Linked DNA regions of Mus musculus: region 2 is linked to region 1. A link is a contact called in public HiChIP or PLAC-seq data. All regions are on one chromosome and are shown on one strand. The core of a region is the stretch at or near the end of the contact, and the rest is flanking DNA. Distances in the headings are between cores, read along the strand shown. Region 1 holds the start of Tex52 (testis expressed 52). Region 2 overlaps Tulp3 (tubby-like protein 3).

Evidence for each region. HiChIP or PLAC-seq counts read pairs in DNA pulled down with a chosen protein or histone mark.
Region 2: an H3K27ac HiChIP or PLAC-seq map of embryonic stem cells shows a contact between it and region 1, with 5 read pairs. The contact joins the enhancer-like site here to the promoter of Tex52 in region 1. A contact is called at or near these places in 3 of 39 promoter capture datasets (the 3T3-L1 cell line, frontonasal cranial neural crest and macrophages), 9 of 484 Hi-C or Micro-C datasets (LSK cells, the P5424 cell line, embryonic fibroblasts and 3 more), 9 of 115 datasets of contacts at active chromatin or transcription factors (the 230-238 cell line, the HPC-7 cell line, the SCID.adh cell line and 4 more) and 3 of 9 other capture datasets (adipose tissue, liver and pancreatic islet).

Annotation. Positions count from the first base shown.
Region 1 is chr6:128,372,690-128,378,146 of GRCm38.p6, reverse strand. It overlaps Tex52 (testis expressed 52), which reads right to left and starts at 2,637. Exons shown (of 3, transcript NM_027697.1): 1 at 2,548-2,637. The coding sequence starts at 2,628. Foxm1 (forkhead box M1) reads right to left here. Exons shown (of 8, transcript NM_008021.4): 8 at 2,261-5,370. The coding sequence ends at 4,181.
Region 2 is chr6:128,332,820-128,338,276 of GRCm38.p6, reverse strand. It overlaps Tulp3 (tubby-like protein 3), which reads left to right. Exons shown (of 11, transcript NM_011657.2): 2 at 492-543; 3 at 3,680-3,839; 4 at 4,268-4,444. Among named protein-coding and RNA genes, the nearest start is that of Tulp3, 20 kb to the left of the region's middle. Within about 2 kb of position 3,381, at least 67 of the 459 cell types and tissues checked have an H3K27ac peak or open chromatin away from gene starts, as enhancers often do. A contact at or near this core is called in the P5424 cell line, embryonic stem cells and primordial germ cells, where this site is marked.

The sequences.
Region 1 (5,457 bases), core at 1,388-3,887:
GAGATGGCTATGAACAACCATGTAGGTAGGTGCTGGGACGTCTCTCGCCCTGACTTGCTTAAACATTTTAATGTTTAATTTACTCAGTGTGTGTGTCTGGGGGGTGGGGTGGAGTGTGGGAAGGTCAGAAGACAACTTACAGAAGCCACTCCTCTTACCACTTCTGGAGAAGTGAACTTGGGATCAGCTTTGGTGGCAAATGTCCTTGCTCTGGATTATCAACTTTCACTCTTCACCACTCACCTCCATTCCGATGTCCTCTTATGTGTCCCTGTAGACACATCGAGCCTAGGGGATGACCCATGCTGGCCATTCTAGAAGCCTACTGTTTTAGTCAGGGTTTCTATTCCTGCACAAACATCATGACCAAGAAGCACTTGGAGAGGAAAGGGTTTATTCGGCTTACACTTCCGCATTGCTGTTCATCACCAAAGAAGTCAGGACTGGAACTCAAGCAGGTCAGGAAGCAGGAGCTGATGCAGAGGCCATGGAGGGATGTTCTTTACTGGCTTGCTCAGTCTGCTCTCTTATAGAACCAAGACTACCAGCCCAGAGATGGTACCACCCACAAGGGGCCTTTCCCCCTTGATCACTAATTGAGAAAATGCCTTACAGTTGGATCTCATGGAGGCATTTCCTCAACTGAAGCTCCCTTTTCTGTGATAACTCCAGCTGTGTCAAGTTGACACAAAACTAGCCAGTACACCTACCTTCCCCGTTCCTGGTCCTAGAGACACCTTAGGCAATTTCCCAAAAGGAGGGCTAGTTGCCTTTCCATGCCAGAGTCCACTTATTACCTGTGCTGTCATGGGCATCTTCCGTCATTTCTCAATAAAGGTCAGTTGGTCTACAAAGAATCTAGAATTTCCTTACCTTTTCTGTGCCCTCTTCCCTACACCCCCATGAGCAAATATCCAAATTCTGCTATGGTTTGTGTCAGTGTCCCTCAAAAGGCTTGTCCTTTGTAAAAGGCTTGGTTCCAGTCTGAGGACCGACTGGGAGGCAGTTAGGTTGAGGGCTTAGTGGAAGTTAGGCCACTGGGAACATGCTCTTAAGGGGGACAGTGGGACCCTCGATCCTTCCTGTCTCTTTCCACACTCTTCTTCCATGTGCTGCCTCACAGGTCTAGAGCAGCAGGGCCAAATGACCACACACAGGAGCCCAGGTGACCCTGTCTTCTTTTGAGTTACCACGAGTATCTTGTCACAGCAGTAGAAAACTGACAAGTCCCTATGTCACATGTGGAAAGACTCTGCTGCAGTAAGGAATTCACACAAGGTCTCAACTGAGTAGAGTTCGGGTTTAAGCTGTGTTCAAACTCAGTGTACTTAGCTATATGAAACACGGCGAAGAGCTTGTTCATAGTCAGCCCAGGACAGAAATGTCCCTCCCTCTCAGCCTCTCTAGGGCGTTCCTCACTCCAATACCCCCACCAGTTTCTTCGGTACCATCCCCAAGTCTTACTTCTTAAAATCAGAAACCCTAGTGCGTGTGTAAACACACACATGTCATAGCATGCATGTGGAGGCCCGAGGACAGCTTGTAGGAGCCTGTTCTTCCACCGTGTGCATTCTAGAGCTGGAACTCAGGCTGTCAGGTGCAGCAACTGATCTCAGCACCCGAGTCGGCTCAGTGGCCGCCTGCATGTTTGTTCTCTCTCTCCTTCCTCCCGGTTTTGTGAGGCGAGGTCTCACATGTACCCCTGTGGAGCAGGCTGGAGAATGCTAAAATGAAAGGCATGCCACGCTGGACCGAATTCCCTAAGTCTTCTACAAGAGGAGAGGTCTGTGAGCTAACACAAACATGCCTAGTCTATCCCAGGCATGACAGTAAGTGCTTGTAACTCCAGTTAGGAGGCAGCACTCCACAGGGTTGGCAATAACCTGGTCCAGCTGTGCATTTCAACCAGCGCTATATAGGGAGGCTCTGTCTCAAAATTAAACAAACAAAACCAAAACTGGTCATACTGGCACAGATTTATACTGCCAGCCCTTGAGAAGGTTGAGACAGAGATACTGCAGGCTGATAGTATCAAGCTAGCCCGAGCTACATAACAAGACTGCCTCAACAAAACGAAAAGCCCTAAAATCTGAAAATGTATCACAAATGCTAAAAAAATATCCACCCACCCACCCTGGGCAAAGGCATGGCGTCTCAAAGTGGAAAATTCCACATTTGACCTTTGTGATGAGCCTCAGTCAAATCATAGACATCCTAAAAATGCTGCATGCATTAAATCACCTCCAGGCTGTGTACGAGGTACATATGAAACAAAGGAATTTTATATTAAGTTTGGGGTCCTTGCCCAACATAGTTTGACATACATACACATACTCCAAAATCCAAAAGTAAATCCCAAAGCTAAGCACATTTCTGATCCCAAGTCCTTTAGATAAGGCCTCTTCAACCTGTTGCCCAGGCTTCTCCTTTCTGTTCTGAGCTCCAACTTAGGGTACCACAGGATGAAAGCAGAAACTGGCTTATGTACCAGAGACTACTGCTCAGGACAACCTGAAAGGCTGGCTGCGTTGTTGGGCCCCACTCTACCTTCAGGAAAGGCTCCCTGGTACGAGATACTTGGCTCAGGCTTGACTTTTGGAGGGATGTTTTCTTCGGGATGTTGGCCATTCTTCCTCTGAGCCACAGAGCCAGGAGAGGCGGCTTTGGAGGAAAGCCCTTTCTGGTACCATTGTTTGCTGCTAGGGTTGCTATGGTGATGCTTCCTGACTGGTGCTGCTGGGAGGAGGCCCTTGCCTGTCCTGGGAGGCTCCTCAGTCCCTGATGCTTTTCGCTGTCAGTTCTGGTTACAAACTTGGTAACAGGAGCTGCTGAGCGAGAGCCTTGCCTGGGAAGGCTCAGGAGCAGGAAGGGGGCTGGCTCCTGGGCTTGGAGCTGGGATAGAGGTGGTAATGAGACACCTACAACAGTTTCGGCTTTCAGGCCTGAATACTGAATGGAATGGGAGGGAATTGGAGGACTATAACTGCTGTTGTTACCAAGGGATCAACAAGGACCTAAGTCAGAGTCTGGTCCCATGGAACAAGGTCTGGGGTGGCAAGGAAGAGGTGGGCAGGGCAGGGAACAGTGGGAACTGGACTCTGTTGGCAGGATCTCATGTAGCATAGAGGGCTGATCCTCCAGCCTCTACCTCTCAAAGGCTGAGATTATAGATATGAATCATCGCAACAGACAAAGCTGGCAACCTCAGAGTCCAAGAAGGGTGCGGGAGAGAGCATCTGTGGAAGGCCCATGCAGCAGGGGCAGGCCTTGCCCATCACCCCCAGGCTCCACCTCTCGCTCAATTCCAAGACCAGTGCCACGGGCTTTATTTAGTAGGTAGTTACAGTAGTGTTGTTCTGTAGCTTGTAGAGTGGGGTCTAGGGTGGTTTTTTGCAAAGCTCAGGAGCAAGCTAAGGAAGCCAGGCAAGTGAGGGGTCACTTTCTCCTTCTCAGGCCTCAGCCTGAGATCTCAGTGGTAGACTCCCTGGCATGATTGGGAACACTATCAGAGAAACACCTAATAGGACTCCTGTGAGTACCCATGCTTTTGCTTCAGGCACACCCATCTCCCTACACCCGAATCCAATAGGCTTTCACAGCAGGATTTCTTCATGCAGTACCACTGACTTGGAGACTTGGGGAGCTGCGAGGAAAGGGCAGTAAGCAGGATCCTGGCACGGCAACCTGTATCTCTAGAAGCCTATAGCAGAACCCACAGTGTGGAGAGACTGCACTGCAGGTCCTTCCCCCAGAGGCCACAAGCAGAAGCAAAGTGCAACCCCGTCCCTCTCCCCATCCTGGCCATCTCTGGATAATGAGCTAAGGAAATACGCTTACATTTATAGTTACAGGACAACTTGGGGAGCTGACACCATTTATAAGGGTTACCCTGCCAGGAGCACCGAGTGACTAATGGGCACTTCCTGGTCCTCATGGCTCGTCACACCCACTTCACTTGCCAGCAGGGAGTGGAGGACTCGGACTCTGGGGGATCCTACTGCTTGCATAGGTCCTGGTGTGGCTTAGATGCGGCTATCATCTTGACATAATTAGGTCAAAGGGCACAGCTCAGCCCTTGCCTGCTAGCTTCCCTCAGACGGCTTGGGGTACCCTGAGCCACACAAGTGCCAGGATAGCAGGCGGCTTGAGTGGCAGGGGCAAGGCCTTGCCTCTATCGCAGCTAAGGGATGAACTGAGACCAGTTGATGTTGTCAGGGCCCAGAGGGTCCTCCTCCAGGCCAGGGAAACTGATGTCTAGAAGGATCTTGCTGAGGCTATCATTCATTGTGTCCAGGACAAGGCCTTCTGTGAGAGAACGGTTGGCTGAAAGGCTGGGAATCTGCAGCTCGGGGGAGCCAGGCTTGGGGCCTTCCACATGTGGTGGTGGAGGGCTGCCGAAGGGGTCAGAGGCCAGGTCAAAGGGCTCTGAGTTGAGGAGCTCCCGGGGCGAGTCAAAGAGAGGACCACTTTTCAAAGGGGTGGTATTCAGCTCCATCAACCCCAGTGAGTCAGGCAGAAGGCCAAAGGCACCCTGGGGGGTTCGTACTGGGCTGAAATCTAACCCCCCAACTTTGGCTGGAGGTGTGAGCCTCCAGGACTCAGGGTCTCTAGAGAGCACAGACTTGCTAGGAGTGGAGGAGACAGGCAATGTCTCCTTGATGGGGGTCTTGAAAGGTCCTCCCTCTTCCTGAGGGCAGCTGAGGTGGGGTGCAGGCTCGGAAGACTCCGCCAGGAGCTCCACGGCTGGCCGAAATGTGCTGGAGTCCTCTGAGAAGAACAGGTCAGGCTCATCCAGACAGGGGGGCTGAAGGTGCTGTTTCCTCCGGGATCGGCTCACCTCCCTTTTCTCTCTTCGCTTAGTCACCAGCATTTCTGAGACACAGCGCGTTGGGGACTTGAGCCCACAGTAGGACTTCTTGGGCTTTGGGGTAGGAGAGCAGGAAGAATCTTCCCAGGAGTTGGATAGCTCCTCTTTGAGCGATGCACACGGAGAGGGCCACTCTTCCAAGGGAGGGCTCTCCACTTTGATAGGCCTCTCTAAGTGTGCTATGTCCTCCTCAGGCTGCATTTCTTCTTCCTTAATGGACTGAATAGGAAGTAAAGGCAACAGCCCTTCCCCTCCAAGCAGGGGTTTCTCCTCCTTCGGTGGTTCTGTGGCAGGAAGCGGGGCTATTCCTTCACTGGATAGCAACACCTTGGGTGCAATGCGGACTCGCTTGCTATGACGGGCGAGCTCTGAGCTCATAAGCGATGCTGCCAGAGGCAAGGGAACCTTCACTGAGGGCTGTAACACCAGGGACTGGTTCACTGGGAACTGGATGGGCACCAGGTATGAGCTAACCCGAGGGAGCAGAGGCTTCATCTTTCGCCCTAGGAGGAAGCAGGAGAGATCAGAGGTAGGCAATGCTAGGGGTCTACTACTTCCCACTCCAGGGGCACTGCTCAACTGTGAACTCA
Region 2 (5,457 bases), core at 2,132-4,631, 41 kb after region 1:
AAGGAATCATAGAAACAAGATGCACATACAACACTTAGGCCAGGTTGTCTTGGGACATTCTGAGTACTTGATATATAGTTTAAAACAAAAAGAAAGAGCCAGATGGGGCTCAATGCACAGGCTTAGCAGGCTTAAGGCCCTGTACCATCCCCAGCACAAAACAAAGCAGGGGGGAGGGAAGAAGAGAGAAGGCAGAGAGAAGAAGAAAAATGTCTCTAGCATGGGCTTGTGTTAGCATCTTTTTCTTAGCTTTTGTGGGCACTGATTTCCTCTGGGCCCCTAGAGGCTGTGTGGTAGTGGGTGGGCCTGTGTGGTAGTAGGTATGCCCTTTTGTGAAAGTAGGCAATACCTGGGAATGGACACTTTCTCTAAAGGAGAATTGATTGGTTGCAATTAGCCCATGGTAACGTATACATGGAAAAAAATGAAATAATAGGCTTTCAGAGTGATTTTGTCTTTATGTGCTTTCTTTCTTGTTGTTTTTGAAACAGTGCCTTTGACGATGAGACCCTGAGGCTTCGGCAGCTGAAGCTGGACAATCAGGTGAGCAGGGGCTCCTGGAGGACTGCCCAGGCTGGTGCTGAAGTCCCGTCAGGGTCTCACAGCAGGACTAGAAGGGCAGGGTCACTAATGGTTACTCATTAATACTGTGTGAACTTAGGAGTCGCTGGGCCAACACTTGAAGACGGTAGCAATACACGGTTTTATTAATAATCAGCGAAGAGCCCCTAGCTCCTATAAGGCTTAGAAGAATGTTGTAGCTGGGCATGGTAGCACTAACTGGGAATCCCAGCCCCAGAGAGGCTGAGACAGCTCCCTGGGAGTTCACTGCCACTCTGAGCAAAGAGGATAAAAGAATTATTTACTTTAGTTAGCCCATATAAAAGACACAAAAAAACCTCTGATGTTTATTTGCAAGCTAGATTGGGCAGGTTCTATGTTCCTTGTTCCCTGCTGTTTGAGTCTCGCCTGGGCTGCTTTTGCTCCATCAGCCTGTCCTCCGGGGGCATTTCTCCTGGCCACGAGCTCATAATCTATCCAGTCTCATGGCAGCCTCCGCCTCCTCTCTCCAGCTTCTCCCCTCCCCAACTCCTGTGGTCTCTCTCCAGACCCCTCACTCAGGTCTCAGGTTCTGCCAGTCTCTCTGTTCTGCCCAATCACAGGCTCTAGCCCTTTATTAACCAATAGCCTTAAAGTGGGGAGTAAGGCTTACACAACAAAAGCCAATTGGTATAATGGAGGATGGACGCTCTTGCCTGGATAGCAACCAGAATTGGGTTTTAGAATTTAGCACTTGTATACATAGCCATAGTCCAACCCCCAACAACGTAGGGAAACCATATCTCAGTAACCCAAGATAATAATGATAATAAATAAGGAAGTAAAAGTTGCATTGGCCTATCTCTTGTTGCTATAACAAAATACGTGAGATTGGGTGCATTGTTTTAAAAAAGAGACTTGCTTAGCTCACAGTTTTAGACACTAAAGTGCAAGATTTAACAGCTTCATCTGTTTGGTGTTTGGTGAGGGTCCCTGTAGGAAGTGCACTACAGTCTTGCTTAAAGGTCCATCTTAAAGAAAGGCATTTTCTCAGCTGAGACTCCCTCTTCCCAGATGACTCTGGCTTAGATCAAACTGACATAGAAGTAGCCAGCGCAGCCCCCTAAGTTACATCCCAGTGTGGCAGAGAAGCAACAGGGGAAACAGCTCAGTTTCTCGGAGCGGGGGATTGGATGGCAGTTCCTGGCTGGCCTCGAACTACAGAGATCAGCCTGCCTCTGTGTCCCCAGTGCTGGGATTAAAGGCGGGCGTGCGCCACCACTGCCCAGCTACTTAGTTATTTTTGACGTGGGAACGGGTTGGAGTTTTGAGACAGGGTCTCACCCTAGCCCAGGCTGACTCCAGCCTCCCCAGTGCTGAGATTACAGGCGTGTTCCACCTTGCCCAGCTGCGTTTGTTTCCTTTACTGGACTAATTATTGAATAAGAACCAAGGGCAGGTTATAAGAGGCACATTCATCTTTGATTGACACATAATAATTGTACATATTTATGGGGCACGGTCACATCTCATACCAGGCTTATGTGGATGTGTGTTTGTTCCTGTGTGAGAAAATCATAGGGCAACCTGTGGGTCTCAGTCCTCAGCTGTCCAGCCAGCTTGAGACAGAGCCGTGGGTGGCATGAGCCACCTAGCCATTGAGGTTAGCTGGCTGGAGCTTCTGCAGACTCCCCCGTCCCTGTCTCCCGTCTCCCCAGATGGACACCCGAAGATTATAGCCACTCGAGCTACTGCATTTGATCTCATGTTTCCAAGTGTAGGAGGAGGCGTCTAATCTTCAAGCTCTTAGTGTTGGCTCCTAGCATCTCAGTGGGTGTGAAATGCAGCCCAGTTCCCATCTCCCTAATGACTTAACAGTCCTAAAGTGTTTCTAACTTAAACTAACCAGGGTCTCACTGTACAGCCCTGACGTCTGGAATTCCAGTTCCAGATCTGACTCCCTCCTCTGAACTCTGTGGGCACCAGGCATGCACTGTAGCACGTGCATACATCCTTTCAGGCAAAACATTTATGCGCAGAGTAAATATAACTTAAAAAAAAATAGTACATGTGCCAGCCCTTTCCTTTCCATTGTACTGGAACCTTCTCCTGACCCTTCATGCTTTTCTGCCTGACTTTCTTGCTTTCTTTATCTTGCTACTGGTTTGGTTTGGTTTGGTTTGCTTTGGTTTGGTTTGCTTTGGTTTGGTTTGGTTTGGTTTGGAGGGACTTAACTTTACCTTGTTACCCAGTCTGGACATGAACTCCTGGGATCAAGATATCTTCCTGTGCTGGGCTCGGGTGGCGCAAGCCTTTAATCCCAGCACTTAGGAGGCAGAGGCAGATATCCTCCTGCTTCAGCCTCCAAAGTAGCTGAGACTAAATGAGCGACCCCCAAACTCATTGGTAACCACGGCTTTGAACACAAAGGGTGTGTAGGTTAGTTGTTGACACAAGCTGGACTCAACTTGAGAGGGAACCTCATTGAGAAACTGCTCCCGTCAGATTGGACCGTAGGCAAGCCTGGGGGTGGGATTTTTCTTGATTGATGATTAATATGAAAAGATGCAGCCCACTATGGGTGGTGCTATGCCTGGGATGGTTAGCCTGAGGTAAATAAGAGAAAACTGAGCCAGCCACAAGGAGCAAGCCAGTAAGCAAGCAGCCTTCCTCCAAGGCCTCTACTCTAGCTCTTGCCCCCAGTTTCCTGTCCAGACTTGAGTGGAAGTGGAAGCTAAGCCTCTCTTCTCTAAGTTACTTTTGGTTCTGTTGTTTAGCACTGCAGCAGTAACTAGAACACAAAGCAAATGCCCTGCCCCACCCCCTGCCTCTTCATCTTGCTTTTACCCACAGACTCTTTGTTCTCTGCTCAGAATGTCCCAGGTGCCTTTTCTTTCTTCCCACTTCAGTCAAGGTCATTTGATTTTGAATTTTTGTAACCGAACAAGAATGCAAAACTGAGGTTGGCCTTAGGGGGAGGGGGTGCATCCCTATAATCCCAGGATTTGGGGGGTCTGGGCAGGATTACTAGTTGTAAGTCAGTCTGGAATCCATAGGAACGTTCCGTCTCAGAAAAAAAATAGTCTAAGCTATTCCAAGAGGGTAGGCCCTGTGTTGTAATGCCGCATTATCTCTCTAGAGGGCACTGCTGGAGAAGAAGCAGAGAAAGAAGCGCCTTGAGCCACTCATGGTACAGCCAAACCCAGAAGCCAGGCTGCGAAGGTTAAAGCCACGAGGCAGTGAGGAGCACACGCCTCTGGTGGACCCTCAGATGCCTCGCAGCGACGTCATCCTACACGGTGTGTATTTAGACAGTGCCACCTCTGACTTAAGTACAGTTTTCACAGACCCGAGATAAGGCCGGGGGCGGGGGGGGGGGGGATGCTGAGGCGCTTTCTGGGTCTTTGTGAGAAAAAAAAAAAAAAAACGTGGAAGATGCCTCCAAATTTAAGTCCACCCTAGAACTACTGATTCTGATGCAAAATGAATTGTACTTTCTGAAATGAATGACTAAACCTCAAAATTCTCCAAATGAATGAACATTGTCTGGCACTGAGCCACTCCCCCAACCTCCTGGTCTCAGTCCTAGGTTCTGAACAAAGCTTGAGTTAGCCAAGTTCGTTAATAGAATCGGTCCCAGGCCTGGGTAGCCATAGGAGCACATCCCCGCAACCGGCCAGCTCAGTTCTGGTTAACTCTCACCCTTTCTCCTCCTCTGGACTCCTAGGCATCGACGGTCCAGCTGCTTTCCTTAAGCCAGAGGCTCAGGATTTGGAAAGCAAGCCTCAGGTTCTCTCTGTGGGCTCCCCTGCCCCAGAAGAAGGCACGGAAGGGAGTGCAGATGGGGAAAGCCCCGAGGAGACAGCCCCCAAGCCAGACCTTCAGGAGATTCTCCAAAAACACGGTGAGGATGGTGCAGAGCTTAAGACGGGGTATCCATCCTCCTTTCTCTCACTGGCTTGTATTCTAAGTGGCCCAGGCTTGTTTGGGGTTTCAACATCTTCGACATTGAAGGGGGAATGCTTAGCAACAGTTGTTGTTTATGCTGTTGTCTGAGAAAGCAGGTAGTGGACTACAGCCTAGTGGTTATTGTATATGATTTTTCCTTCTGAAAATTATCCACTGCCTACTCCCGCCTGTTACTCAGATGGTTTTCTGGAGGAGGCATAAACAAGATGAACACCTTCTAAGGTGCCAGTGACAAACTGAGGGCCAGCTCCACCAAAGGTCACTCTGTGGAAATAATGTTTATTTACAGAGCATGGGGGGAGGGGCTACTCAGGAATGGGAGCTCTTCGCCCAACAGACCTCAGCTGAAAAGCCTCACCCAGCAGATGTGAGGACTTCCCTTGGTGTCACAGATGGAGCCTTGCCCTCCAGCGTCCCCAAGGCTTGCAATTACAACAGGTGGTAGACAGAGACTAGCTACTCAGCTGAGGGTCTTGGGACCCTCCCCTGCCCTATGTGAGGGGTTATAAACAGTCAGCATGCCCACTTTGGATTGTCCTTTTGCAAGAGGGTGCAGCTAAACACCCCAAGATGGTCGGAGCTTGGCTTGAAGGATAGACACTCACATCACCTCTTTTTTAGCAGAGTTGTTCTTCACTACTTTGTCTACTACACTCTAATTCTGTGACAAGAGGCTGTTTTGTCAGTTGCTGGTGTTACAGAAGGACATGCGTTTTAGAGTTCCCCTGAAATCTCTTTTTCTCCTTAAAAACAATTTCACAGTGACATCAAGTGCCCGGTTTTGTCTATTTTTGCCTTTTTCCCCCCCTTGAGACAGGGTTTCTCTGTGTACTCCAGGCTGTCCTGGAACTCACTGTGTAGACCATGCTGGACTTGAACTCAGAAATCCACCAACCTCTGCCTCCCCCCAGTGCTGGGATTAAAGCCATGTCCCACCACTGCCTGGCA